Regions from separate parts of the Sus scrofa genome. Here region 1 is linked to region 2. Evidence: chromatin contacts called from public promoter capture Hi-C data. All regions are on one chromosome and are shown on one strand. The core of a region is the stretch at or near the end of the contact, and the rest is flanking DNA. Distances in the headings are between cores, read along the strand shown.

Region 1 (5,979 bases), core at 1,367-3,866, 210 kb before region 2:
AGCTACTGTATTAGATCTTGTAGGTATCTATGGAAGGTAAAAAGCCAAAAGACTGAACTGTGGCAGCTGCCCACTTAGTGTCTCCCAGCTCCAAATCCATCCTTCTCTGCCCTGCTCTGATACTGGAGCTGGACCCTATATACACGTCTCTTTGGCCAGCTTGGCAGAATATTAGTCTTCATTGGTAAAGGGCCCTGAAGTGGCACTGCAAAGCAATAGCAACAAGAAGTCACTTCTCTTCTGGATTCTGGTTCTCCATTTTTATTCACTACAGGAGCCCAGCAGTCCCAGCAGAGAAGCCCCAGCTGTGCCTCAGTCACACTCTCCCTCTTTGGAACAGCTCCCGTGGGCTGCTTTCCACCACTCCCTCAAGCAGCTGTCTCCCATGCTGGCCCTCTGACAAGATTCTTCACCACTGGAGGGCTGAATGTTCCTGTGGAGGCCACGCCTTTACTGAAGTCTGGTGCTCAGACCGAGGGGTTGGAGTCTGGGAAAGAGAGCCTCTCCTAGTTCTTAGTTCCTTAATTTTCTTTTTACTTTCTTCCAGCTGCCTTTTTTTCCCCCCCCAACTGTTACTTCTGAACTCCTCCTTAGAATCATTTTCTTTTTCTTTTTAGCGCCACACTGGCAGCCAGGCTAGGGGTCAAATTGGAGCTGCAGCTGACACCAGAGCCACAGCAACACCAGATCCAAGCAGCATCTGTGGCCTATGCTGCAATGTTAACCCATAGAGCAAGGCCAGGGATTGAACCCCCATCCTCAGAGACAACATCAGGTCCTTAACCCGCTGAGCCACAATGGGAACTCCCAGAATTCTCTTCTATGCTTTTAAATAGCCACCTACTAGTTAACAGTTATTAAAATTTCCCAGTTTTTGTCTCCTGACTTCATTTTCACCAAGACCCCTCAATCAAGCCATTTAAAAGCGGGGCCATAAGATATGAATTTATGTGGCTAACAAAAGCCATAGGGAATTACATATATGCAGCTCATATTAAAACTTTCTAAAAGTTCTTTTGAGATGTGCCTTGAGTAGAAATATGATTTAGTTCCTTTTATATCTATTTGATGCAATTTCAATTTTTCTCCTTTTTTCTCTTTTTTGGATATACATTCTTTTGTGTGGTGGCCTAGGTTGGGAAAGCCAAACACTGCATGGCTTTCATATCAAAGTAAATGAGATGGAGGCTGTAACTCTGTAATGTTCAGAGTTTGAATGTGGGAATCAACATTTATGCAGGTCCCTTTCAAGTCCCTGCCAGTCTGTAAATGCAGTGATCAGACACAAGTCATATATGAGGCATGTCCACAGGCACATTAGGAGCATAAAGTGCATGAACTTTGGAGCCAGGTAAAGTTGGGGTTTAGGGGGGTATGTTTAAAAATTATTTCAGGCTAAAATAGCATTCTTGGTCTGTGAAGGTGGGATGAGTTGCTTTACATGGTTGTTCAGTTAGTACAGATCCAAAGTAGTTTTTTTTTTTTTCTTTTCTTTTGATCTTTTTGGGCCACACCCATGGCATATGGAGGTTCCCAGGCTAGAGGTCTAATCAGAGCTGTTGCTGCTGGCCTACACCACAGCCACAGCAATGCAGGATCCAAGCCGAGTCTGCGACCTACACCACAGCTCACAGCAACACTGGATCCTTAACCCACTGAGCAAGGCCAGGGATTGAACCTGCAACCTCATGGGTTCCTTAACCACTGTGCCATGATGGGAACTCCCCAAAGTATAGTTTTTAAGAGAATTGTGTCTCTCACAAGGTCACTTTGTCTCTAAGATGACTTTTGTGAAGAGGAAAGGCCTCCCGCTGAGATGGTATCCTCATTAGACTGCTCCAGTTTCTGCAGGGGATGGCATCTTTTCCCCAGCTCAAGTGATCATAATAGGCCTGTGCCTGATAGGTAATGATATCTATACCTGGATACTTAGCAGAGAACAACTCTAGCTCTCCATTGCCCATCATTCAAAAATCTCGAAAGGTTTATGGAGGAGACCAAAAATGGAGTCCAACCATTTCTCTAGAAATTCTGAATGAAATTAAACCCACTGTGAAGATCTTTGTGCCTAGGTTGCTTTGTTTTGGCCACATGTCAGTTTCCTTTGCCACACTCAAGCTGAGCTTTGGACTGTATTGTGAAACTTATTTTCATGCCAAGGGTGACACTGGATCACCAACATACAATGCTTCCTTGAGGACCCACAGGAGAAATTTCAGCTTTCAGTTCATGAGTAAATGTGCTTCTAAGCACTAGTTTGCCCTTATCTCTTAATGTCTCTGAATAATGTAGCAAATGACATGTTAACAGCTGGGGAGTTCCAGCCAAATTTGCAGTCTAGCTATAGCAAAAGTATACAGGATGTTAATTGCATGTGTTGTTCAGTACTTACCTTCTGGCTTTAACTGATTTTTTTTTTTTTTTTTTTTTCCCTTCTGTCTTTTTTTAGGGCTGCACCCACAGCTCATTGAGGTTCCCAGGCTAGGGGTCGAATCCGAGCTGTAGCTGCTGGCCTGTGCCACAACCACAGTAACACAGGATCCGAGCCGTGTCTGCAACCTACACCACAGCCCACGGCAATGCCAGATCCCCAACCCAGTGAGCAAGGCCAGCAATTGAACCCACGTCTCCATGAATACTAGTTGGGTTCGCTAACCACAGAGCCAAGATGGGAACTCCTGATTTTTGAAATTCTCATTTCTCCTTTGCTCTGATTTCCATTTTTAAAAAAGGTTTTGTATCATGTTCTTAGAAATGCTCCTTTTGGAATAAGGTCAAGTGTAAGTATGGAGTGAATGAGTTTAAATCTTGTCTCTTTCACTAACTGACCGGAATAAGTTTTCTCAGCTATGAAAATGAGGATCACATCTTACAGGCTTATTAGGATTAAGTGAAGGAAAAGTGCGAAGCACCTGACAAGGCTCTTGACATATGGTAAGTGCTTGATAGATATCTCCATCCACCTTTCTTACGACGGATAGAAGCCTCTAACATAATATCTGCTTGAATGAAGACAGATACCGCGCCCCACATTATTTGAGTACATTTGTTCTTCAGAAAACAAGCCAAAAATAGGTTATAGGCTTGGCACTGTGAGATTCTTGGGACACAAATAGTAGTGAAATAGAGGCTTTGTCTTCAAGGAATTTGCACTGTGGTTATGAAAATAGCTGAGTAAGCTGACAATTATAGGACAGTGTGGTATGTGCTGTGACAAATTACACAGGAGGGAAGGCTTCTTCAGAGGAGATGGGGCCTGAGCTCAACTTTGTGGTAGCATTTTAAAAATTGTTTTTGGTGCTAATGACTGCTTAGGAATTAATTTTCCCAAATTAAGCTGCACACAATGGGAGGGGATTAAAGCAGGTAACTCCCAAAGTCCTTTTGAATTCTAAGATTACATGAAAACTGTTCGAATTAAAGTCAAATGATTTGATTACCAAAGTGGAATTAATGTTGGCTGAATAAGCCCAGAATGACACCAATGTAAGGAGTAAAATAAGTGAGCTAAAGTGAGTTTTTTTAAGTCATAATTATGCTTTGTTGCCTCTTTAAGAAGTTGGAGAATCTATGCTTGTGAGCTCAATAAAGATAAACCAAATAAATCTACTCCTTTAAAACAGTGGTTGGTTTCTGGGGGAAAAATGTCTGGCATTAATGTATTTAGTCTGTAAACCACCAGATGTCACTGTCTCCCAAGTAATGACCCATTACATTTTTTTTTTTTTTTTCAGGTACATTTTTGAACATTGACAGACAAGCTGTGACAGATTGATGTCTGGCTTGTAATATTGACTCTGTAAGAAGGCTAGGATCTCACAGGAAGTACTTGTCAGAGGTGTGTAGGTTTGTTCCATCTTGATTTTTTCTCTTTTTCTTTTTTCTTTTTCAGCTACACCCATGGCGTAGGGAAGTTCCCGGGCCAGGGACTGAATCCGAGTCACATCCGCGACTGTGCCACACCTGCAGCAACGCCAGATCCATAACCCACTGCCACAGGGACAAGCCAGTTTATTAACCCATGGCGCCAGAGTGGGAACTCCTCCATACTGATTCTAGATATATGAGCTCTGTCCTCTATTTGACGTATTGAAATTAACCTGGACACTCTGGATTTTTTCCTGTGTTTTCAAGAAAAGTGAAAGTGGTAAAAAATTCTCTAAAATGTCCTCTCTGATCCTGACTTCCTCCCTCCCACGTTTTCAGGTTGCATTATTATGATGCAACTATATCATAATACTACATTTATCATCAGGGTTTCTGTGTTTTATCTCAGACACAATCTAAGATATATTTGAAGTCAACTTTCATGATGCATAGAGCAAAACTGGAATGTTTCCATGCTATAATAATGTTGGATGAAGTGAACAAGTATTTGCCCAATTTACACACAAATAGGGATATCCACTGAACCAATATATACCAATATATAGTGGGCAGTAACACATTAAAGAAAAAAGTTATCTTTACTGCCAGAAAACATGCTCAAAAATTGGTAATCGAGTATCTTGTGTTGGGGGCTGTGGGCATGGGATTCTCCAAGACAAAAGGGTTAGTAATTTGGTAAAGGCAGCCGTGACAGCCAGCGGATGAATAGGTGGATATGATTTCTGCTTCAATTCTGCCCAGTACCTCTAAAGAACTAAGTACTTCGCTCATTTTTCTCTGTGCCCATTGGCTTCAACAGTAAAGTGATGTAATTTGCCTAGCCTAATTCTCTAGGTAGTTATAATCTCAAAGGAGCAGTGAAGGATGAAGTTCACACATTTCATAAATATAAGGAATTCATATAAATTCTATGAAAAATGCAAAATACTCAAATTATTCCATGCTGTGAAAAGACATCCTACATTTCTGTATTTTGATTATTTGACTTTATTTAAAGTTTTTGTTAGTAGGTAATTTTTGCCTTAACTGGGAAAAATTCATTTTCATTAATTGGGAAAATTTTTAATTTTTATTAATTGGGGAAAATATTTAATTAGTTACGTTGAGGAATGGAATTTGGAACTTACTGTGTTTCGAGGGTGTTCATGTATGCCGCCTTATGTTTGTAAAGCATTATAGAGAGGTTTTTTTTTTAATAATGGTCTCTCAATTCTAAAGTTAAATTACAAGAGAATTTGGCATTTGACCAGCTCAGTGCAGTGCGGGGGCCCATCCCTGGTCCATCTAGCAGTGTCAGAGGGGATGGGAAGCAATATAACATATATGGGACTTCCAGAGGCCTGTTGCCATAAAAGAGGAGGGGGACGAGAAGGGGAGGAAAGTTCCCTGAGAAGGAGGAATTGCTATAATCTGGGCAAGCTCCTCGAAAGATATCCTAGTCGGTATTATTTTCTGAAGGGAAGAGGTTTTTTTCTGTACAGAATCATGGGAGGTCACCAAATACATGTTAAGGGCTGGATTTTTTTCCTAATGAATATTTGGTCTGCATATCCCCAGCATAGACCAAAGCTTTAGTTTTGCGGCCCTTGTGTTTCTCCTCCATACATAATTTCCTCTGCCTTTGCTGTGTTTGATATTTTGAGATGGGGACTGCATGTTCTACTGCTCCTCTGTAACAACTAAACTGTATAAATTTAGCTCATGATCATTGTTCCAGCCTTGTTTTCTACCATGAAGTACACTCATCCAGCTCTGACACTCTGCAAGTTTCCCCAGGTGCCAGGCTCTCTCGTACAAATCTTTGATCCCACGTTTTTTTTTATTTTATTTGCCTCACTCTTTCTCATCCCTGAAAGCTTAATGCTATTGTCCCCTCTTCTAGGAAACCCTCTCCCATTCTCATTTGCAAGCTAGTTAGGTGTCCTTACCTGTGGTCCCATTGCCATGTGTTGTCACTCACTATACCATACAGGTTCATTCATTTTCTTGTTTATTCCTTCAAGGGAAATACCACGGTTCAACCTCTATCACCAGTGCCTGAGAAAGGGCTGCCACATTGTAGGCCCTCAAGAGAAGGAACAAGTGAATAAA
Region 2 (5,898 bases), core at 2,142-4,641:
CAGAAACTACAAGATGTAAAACAAAACAACTAATAAACCAATCAAAAGCCAAAAAAGACTCTCCAAAAACTACACTAACCTCTAAGCAATAGAGCATTCTTGTAGGGCTGTGAAAAAAATCGTATTTCAATTTTCAAAGGTTATATGATTATGAGAGATGCTTCTATATTCTATAGAGGTGTTTTGTCAAACAGATATTCCTAATGTAATAACAAACATTTAGATCTGTAAGCATGTTACTTTTTTTTCCCCTTGGTTGTGCCTGTGGCATGTGGAAGTTCCTGGGCCAAGAGTCAAACTTGAGCCACAGCAGCAACCTGGGCTATTGCAGGGACAATACTGGATTCTTAACCTGCTGTACCAAAAGGAAAGTCCAGCATAGTGCTTTCTCAGAGCAGGGCACATCATCACAGTTTTAGGAAAATCAGAACTAGAATACTCTGATGGAAGCAAACTGGTGAGGATTGCTTTGCATGTTACAACCATGCCAGTTTCAAGAGATCACATCTAAAACGTTGCCATTAAGCTAACCACCGACTAGAAAATCTACACAGGAGAGTAGATTACAGCTCATTAGGTGAAACCATCAATTACTAATTGCAGTGTTAAAATCTAGGTAGGCAAGGTGGTGAGTGTGCTTCAGGGCAGGTTATTAACTGGGAATTCAGGTAAAGCGAGGTTAAAAGAGTGATAAGGAGAACTTTTATATATATATATTTATATATAAAGGAAAAGCAATAAGAATCAAAGAATCTAGAAGGGAATTCTTCACCCAATCCCCACATTTAACCAGAGGAGATAAGTGATTTGCACGGATTTCCTGACTCCAGATTCACCGTCCACCACAATGTCTTTATAAGGTAGGGGAGTTACCAAGACAAACCAAATAGACAAAGAGAATAAAAAGAAAGCAATGATAAAAATACCCTGCTGCCAGTTTCATCAAATGGCTTAGAGAAATATCAAGTAGTGTGTATTTATTAGAGAATATGTTCACACTTCATATAGCACAGTTTCATTTTTTTCTCATTTGTAATTTTATTTTTTACCTATTATTATTTAAATTTTTTTTTAATTTTTATTTTTAGGGCTGCACCCAAGGCGTAGGGAAGTTCCCAGGCTAGGGGATGAATTGGATCTGCAAGTGCCGGCCCACACCACAACCACAGCAACATGGGATCTGAGCTGCATCTTCGACCTATTCTGCAGCTCAGGGCAATGCTGGATCCTTAACCCATGGAGCAGGTCCAGGAATCAAACCCAGGCATTCATAGATACAGTCAGGTTTGTTACCACTGAGCCACAATGGGAACTCCTCATTTGTAATTTAAATTGAAGCAATGCTATTCTAGTTTCAATTTTTAATAAGTAGTATTCAAAAGTTTAGGTACATAGTATGCATGTAAGAAAAAATAAGACTACTGACTTTAATGATTCATCAAGCAAGACCTATATGACATAATTTACTTATTCTTAAGGTTCTATAGAGAAATGTACATATTTTGGTATTAGGGCGCAACAAATCCAATTTAAAGCCTCAACTGGAGTTCCCATCATGGCTCAGTGGTTAACAAATCTGACTAGGAACCATGAGGTTGTGGGTTTGATCCCTGGCCTCCCTCAGTGGGTTAAGGATCTGGCGTTGCCGTGAGCTGAGGTGTAGGTCACAGCCTTGGCTGGGATCTGGCGTTACTGTGGCTCTGGCGTAGGCTGGTGGCTACTGCTCTGATAAGACCCCTAGCCTGGGAACCTCCACGTGCTGTGGGTTCAGCCCTAGAAAAGACAGGAAAAAAAAAAAAAAAAGCCTCAACTCCACTCTGAAATGGTATAACAAATTGCCCTTTAGTTTTAAATAGAAACATTATAAAACACAGGTTGATTTGAACTATAGGTCCTGTGAAAATGGATCTATTGCAGTTATGGGCAGTAAAAGATTCTGGAATAGACCTCAGTGAATAAGGAACCATCACTATTAGGCATCAGGTTCAATTACTACTTAAATGTCAACTATTTGAGGACCATCTTCGCTGACCTAACCAAGTCCTGCTGTGAAAGTAGGACTCCCGTGCTTAGGATGGCGTCTGGTGCAGAGAAAGTCCTTAACAGTATTTGTTGAATTGACTTCTCAAATCTGTATCTCTGGCACAAACTCAAGGTGAACACGAGACCAAAATGCCTAATTCTTCCTCCACAGTTCTTTTCCCTGTGTTCCAAGTCCAGATAAATCAGCCACTTAGATATTTCCAGACATGTCTTTCTCACCATCACTTCTGAGCTATTTATGTAACTGCCAGCACCTTCCCCCCCACCCCCACCCCCCCACCCCCGCCCCCCGCAGATGGAGTTCCCGGGGCCAGGGATCAGATCTGAATTGTACTTGTAGCAATGCCAGATCCTTAACCCATTGTGCCAGGCGGGGGATTGAACCTGCATCCCAGGGCTCCAGAGACACTGCCAATCCCTTTGCACCACAGTGGAAACTCCCTATCAGCTTTTAATTTTTAGGATTGCTGCCAGTCTTACTTCTTTCGCAAAAATGATTTTTTCCCCCTAAAACATAATTACAATTGCTTGCAAGAATCTAAATTCCTTAGTACCTACCAGAGTTTTCATCTGTGGTTACTCCTCCAAGCCTGATCTACCTCAGAATCCCCAAACTCTAGTCGCTCAAAACTGCTATTCCCAGACCATTCCAGGTGCTCTCACATCCCTGGAACCTTGCTGTTCTCTCTGCCTAGAAAGCATCCTTTGCTCCTAAATAACCTCTCTTGCAGATTCTATTTCTCCTTCAACATTCAAGTCCTTTCAAACCTCTGACCATCACCCTCGGAGACTGGTAGCTGCTCTCACCGACTTCCACTGAGCCTTTACCATGCTGCTGAGCACTTCGGAGGCAAGGATTGTCTTGCACACTTTTAGTCTCTTCAGCGAGCAACAGTGTAGCTCCTGCCTGTTTTTGGTGAGTGAATGAAAGAATAAATGCTAGAGAGATCATTCCAGGTCAATTCCACTCTTTACAGATGGGAAACTGGGACCCAAAGAGGTAACATGATTTCCCAAAATAAAACTGAAAAAAGAGGAACGGCCTGGGCTCCCAAGCTTTGGGCACTGATTTTGCCCGGGTATTAACAAGCCACATTTAGGTATCACAGACCTATCTTTTGTTACATTCAAGCCCAGTATCCACGTCACCTCAACCCTCGGAGTTAGTAAACCTCTCTCATTCTGCAGAGGGTAATCCTCTGCCCCCCCTCCCCCCTCCCGCCTCCCCCCTCCTGTCTTCCCCCTCCCCTACACCCTGCTCTGGTGTTTCCTGAAGGAAGAGCCAACATCCTCTTTTTGCTTTCAGCCGCAGCTGTAGCCTGGAACTACAGGATTTCTCTCCATCCCTCTCCCCATTCCTGCAGGGTGACAGTTGTATCTGGGAACCCTGGTGCCTTCAGCACAGCCAGAGAGGTGGATTTAGGATTGGGAGGGGCTCTTAACATATCAGGGTAAAACTCAGGGCGCAGCGCAACACTTCAGGATGCTTAGAGGCGAGGTTGATTCACCTCTCCTGCCAATCGGGACAAATAAGGTTTGTTGCTCTCCCTGAGAGGGCCAGATAAGGGGACGTGCTCCATGACCAAGACAAATTCTTTAAAAAGAGGGGCTTGGTCTCTGCAGCTGTTAGACGGCTGCAGAGGGCGGGTTGCCTGTTGACTGAGGCACACCAGTCCAGTGCGGGCGGCCTGGGGGCGGGGCCTCAAACCACGCCCCCTACCCGCCTTCTGATTGGTTCCTTCGAAACTGGCGGCGGTGAACCCGGAGACCCGGGAGGCTGCGGCGGCCGCGGCGGTTGGTCAGGGGCGTGCCTGCGAGGCACAGATTGAGCGAGATGTCCCGTAGAGAGAAGTGAGCTTCTTGCGCCTGGGTGGGTGAGTACTTCCCTGTTTGCCTTCTTTTTACCTCGCGAACTTTTACTCGTCTTCTCGGGGCTTGCGCTCGAGGAGCCCCCTGCGGTCGCGGAGTCAAAGTGGTGGTTTGGTTGGGGCCCAGAGCAGAGGGATCCAAGACGCTCTGTGATTGGCCCGCTGCTGGAGTCGCGTGCTCTGATTGGTCCCTGAGGCCGTCAAGGTGAGGTTATGCCTGCCTTCCCCTGCCCCCCCAGGTCTGTGCAAAGGGCAACAGGTGTGCCGGGAGGGGGACGGCAGGTATGGATGTGCTAAACTGCGGAAGAGCTTTAGAATCCGAGGAGGGATCAGAGCCTGAAGCTAGTTTAGGCTCTCCAGGGGCACCTTCATTTCCAAGTGCCTTGCACTTATAGGGTCACTTAATTCCTCAGCGTCACTCTGTGGAAGAATTGATGAAGTCACTGACGTGGGAAGGAGGATGACAGATAGTCATTTTGCCCTCAGGCGGAGTTTACAGTTTCTTCCCTATTTGTGCCTTCCAGTCCTTGCAAGGCCCAGATCGCCCAGATGGACGGAACAAGTGTATATAACTGGAGGCTCAGCGTGGGGCTTTTCCCACCCACACCCAACGGTTGGGGGTGGGGTGGAGGGAGGCTTACAGATTGCCTTGGTAATCCGAGGAAAATTTGGAGACTGCTTGCCCATGCAGTTAGTCACTCCTGGTTCCTAACTGATCTTTTCCAGCAAGGAGACTGAGCCTTATGGATTCAGAGTGCTTCGTGGTACACCTGGTGGAGAAGCTGATTAGTCATTATAAAATGAAAAGATTTTTATTTATTTATTTGTTTGGTAGACCCCGTCTGGGTCAGAGTTTGGGTGTTTCTTCGTTTGCGTGCAGAGTGCTAATAGCTACTCTCTCAGAAGATAAGCCGTTTGTGAACTGCTATCTGATCACTCACTTGGCCCTTCAGTGATTGGGAACTGGAGTTTTCACCGACTCGGATTACCTTTGGGAGGGGACTGGAATGGATCTGGATGAAAAAAGTGGAAACTTAGGTGATAGTTGATTGGTTCAGATCCTGATGCGTGTTCCCTGTCTGACTCATCTGTTTCAAAAACTCATTAAAAACCAACGGACTTTGAATAGTAGGTGTGTCTATTTTGACGTTAATGAATTAAAAATAATATTTCTTTTTAGTGTAGGAGAGTTACGAAGCACAAGGGGCTCTGAAAGTCAGACTTTACCATGTTCGTGACCTTAGGCAAGTTATTTAATCTTTCTCAACCTAAATTTTCTACTCTGTAAAAGAAGATTAAGAGTCACTACTTTACTGATGTGAAGGTTGTTGTGAGGATCAAATGAAATAATCCATACAACTTGTTTGGAACAGTGCCTGACACATAGCGATTATTATTTCTATGCTGTATAATTTGGATTAAAAGTTCAGGTTATCCCCACAGAGGAGAGGAGCAGAAGGTGAAGGCAGTGCCAGAGGTAGTGGTAATTAACATTCATGATAAAGTTCATTCATGTGAAGCACTTAAAATTGTATCTGGCTCTTTTTAATAATCCCGCAGTGTAGTTGGTGTTTTCTCCATGTTTTAGATGAGGAAACTGAAGCTCAGAAAGGAATGAAGCTACTAAGTTCCATCCAGAATTCAGTCTAGACTGTCTCACTCCAATGTCCAAAGAGTTTTTTTTTTTTTTTTTTCCATACTACTCTTGCATTTATATTCTCACCATTAAGCAACTTCTCTGCACAGTATTGTTTGTATGGCCCAGGTCCATTTCTGCTGTGGCTATGGAATTATTTGGAACACTTCATTAAAAAATGATGACAATAACTTGTGATGGTAGAACAAAGTGTAATAATAATGTCAACAGTATATATGCTGTTGCTGAAAAGCTGAATGAGTACAATAATGTTTGGGTCAATTCAGAAGTAATTTACATTTTTCCATTGAGTTCTTGCTTATTCATTATATGTTTACTAAGCAGCACCCT

Evidence for each region. Promoter capture Hi-C pulls out the DNA fragments that hold promoters and counts their contacts.
Region 1: a promoter capture Hi-C map of fetal liver shows a contact between it and region 2, with 2.8 times the contacts expected there. A contact is called at or near these places in 3 of 5 promoter capture datasets (fetal liver, fetal skeletal muscle and liver), 13 of 47 Hi-C or Micro-C datasets (adipocytes, alveolar macrophages, embryonic fibroblasts and 7 more) and 1 of 2 datasets of targeted methods (alveolar macrophages).

Annotation. Positions count from the first base shown.
Region 1 is chr5:83,806,109-83,812,087 of Sscrofa11.1, reverse strand. It overlaps SLC17A8 (vesicular glutamate transporter 3), which reads left to right and starts at 2,616. Exons shown (of 14, transcript XM_021092718.1): 1 at 2,616-3,838.
Region 2 is chr5:83,598,218-83,604,115 of Sscrofa11.1, reverse strand. GAS2L3 (GAS2-like protein 3) reads left to right here and starts at 3,391. Exons shown (of 9, transcript XM_021092704.1): 1 at 3,391-3,917.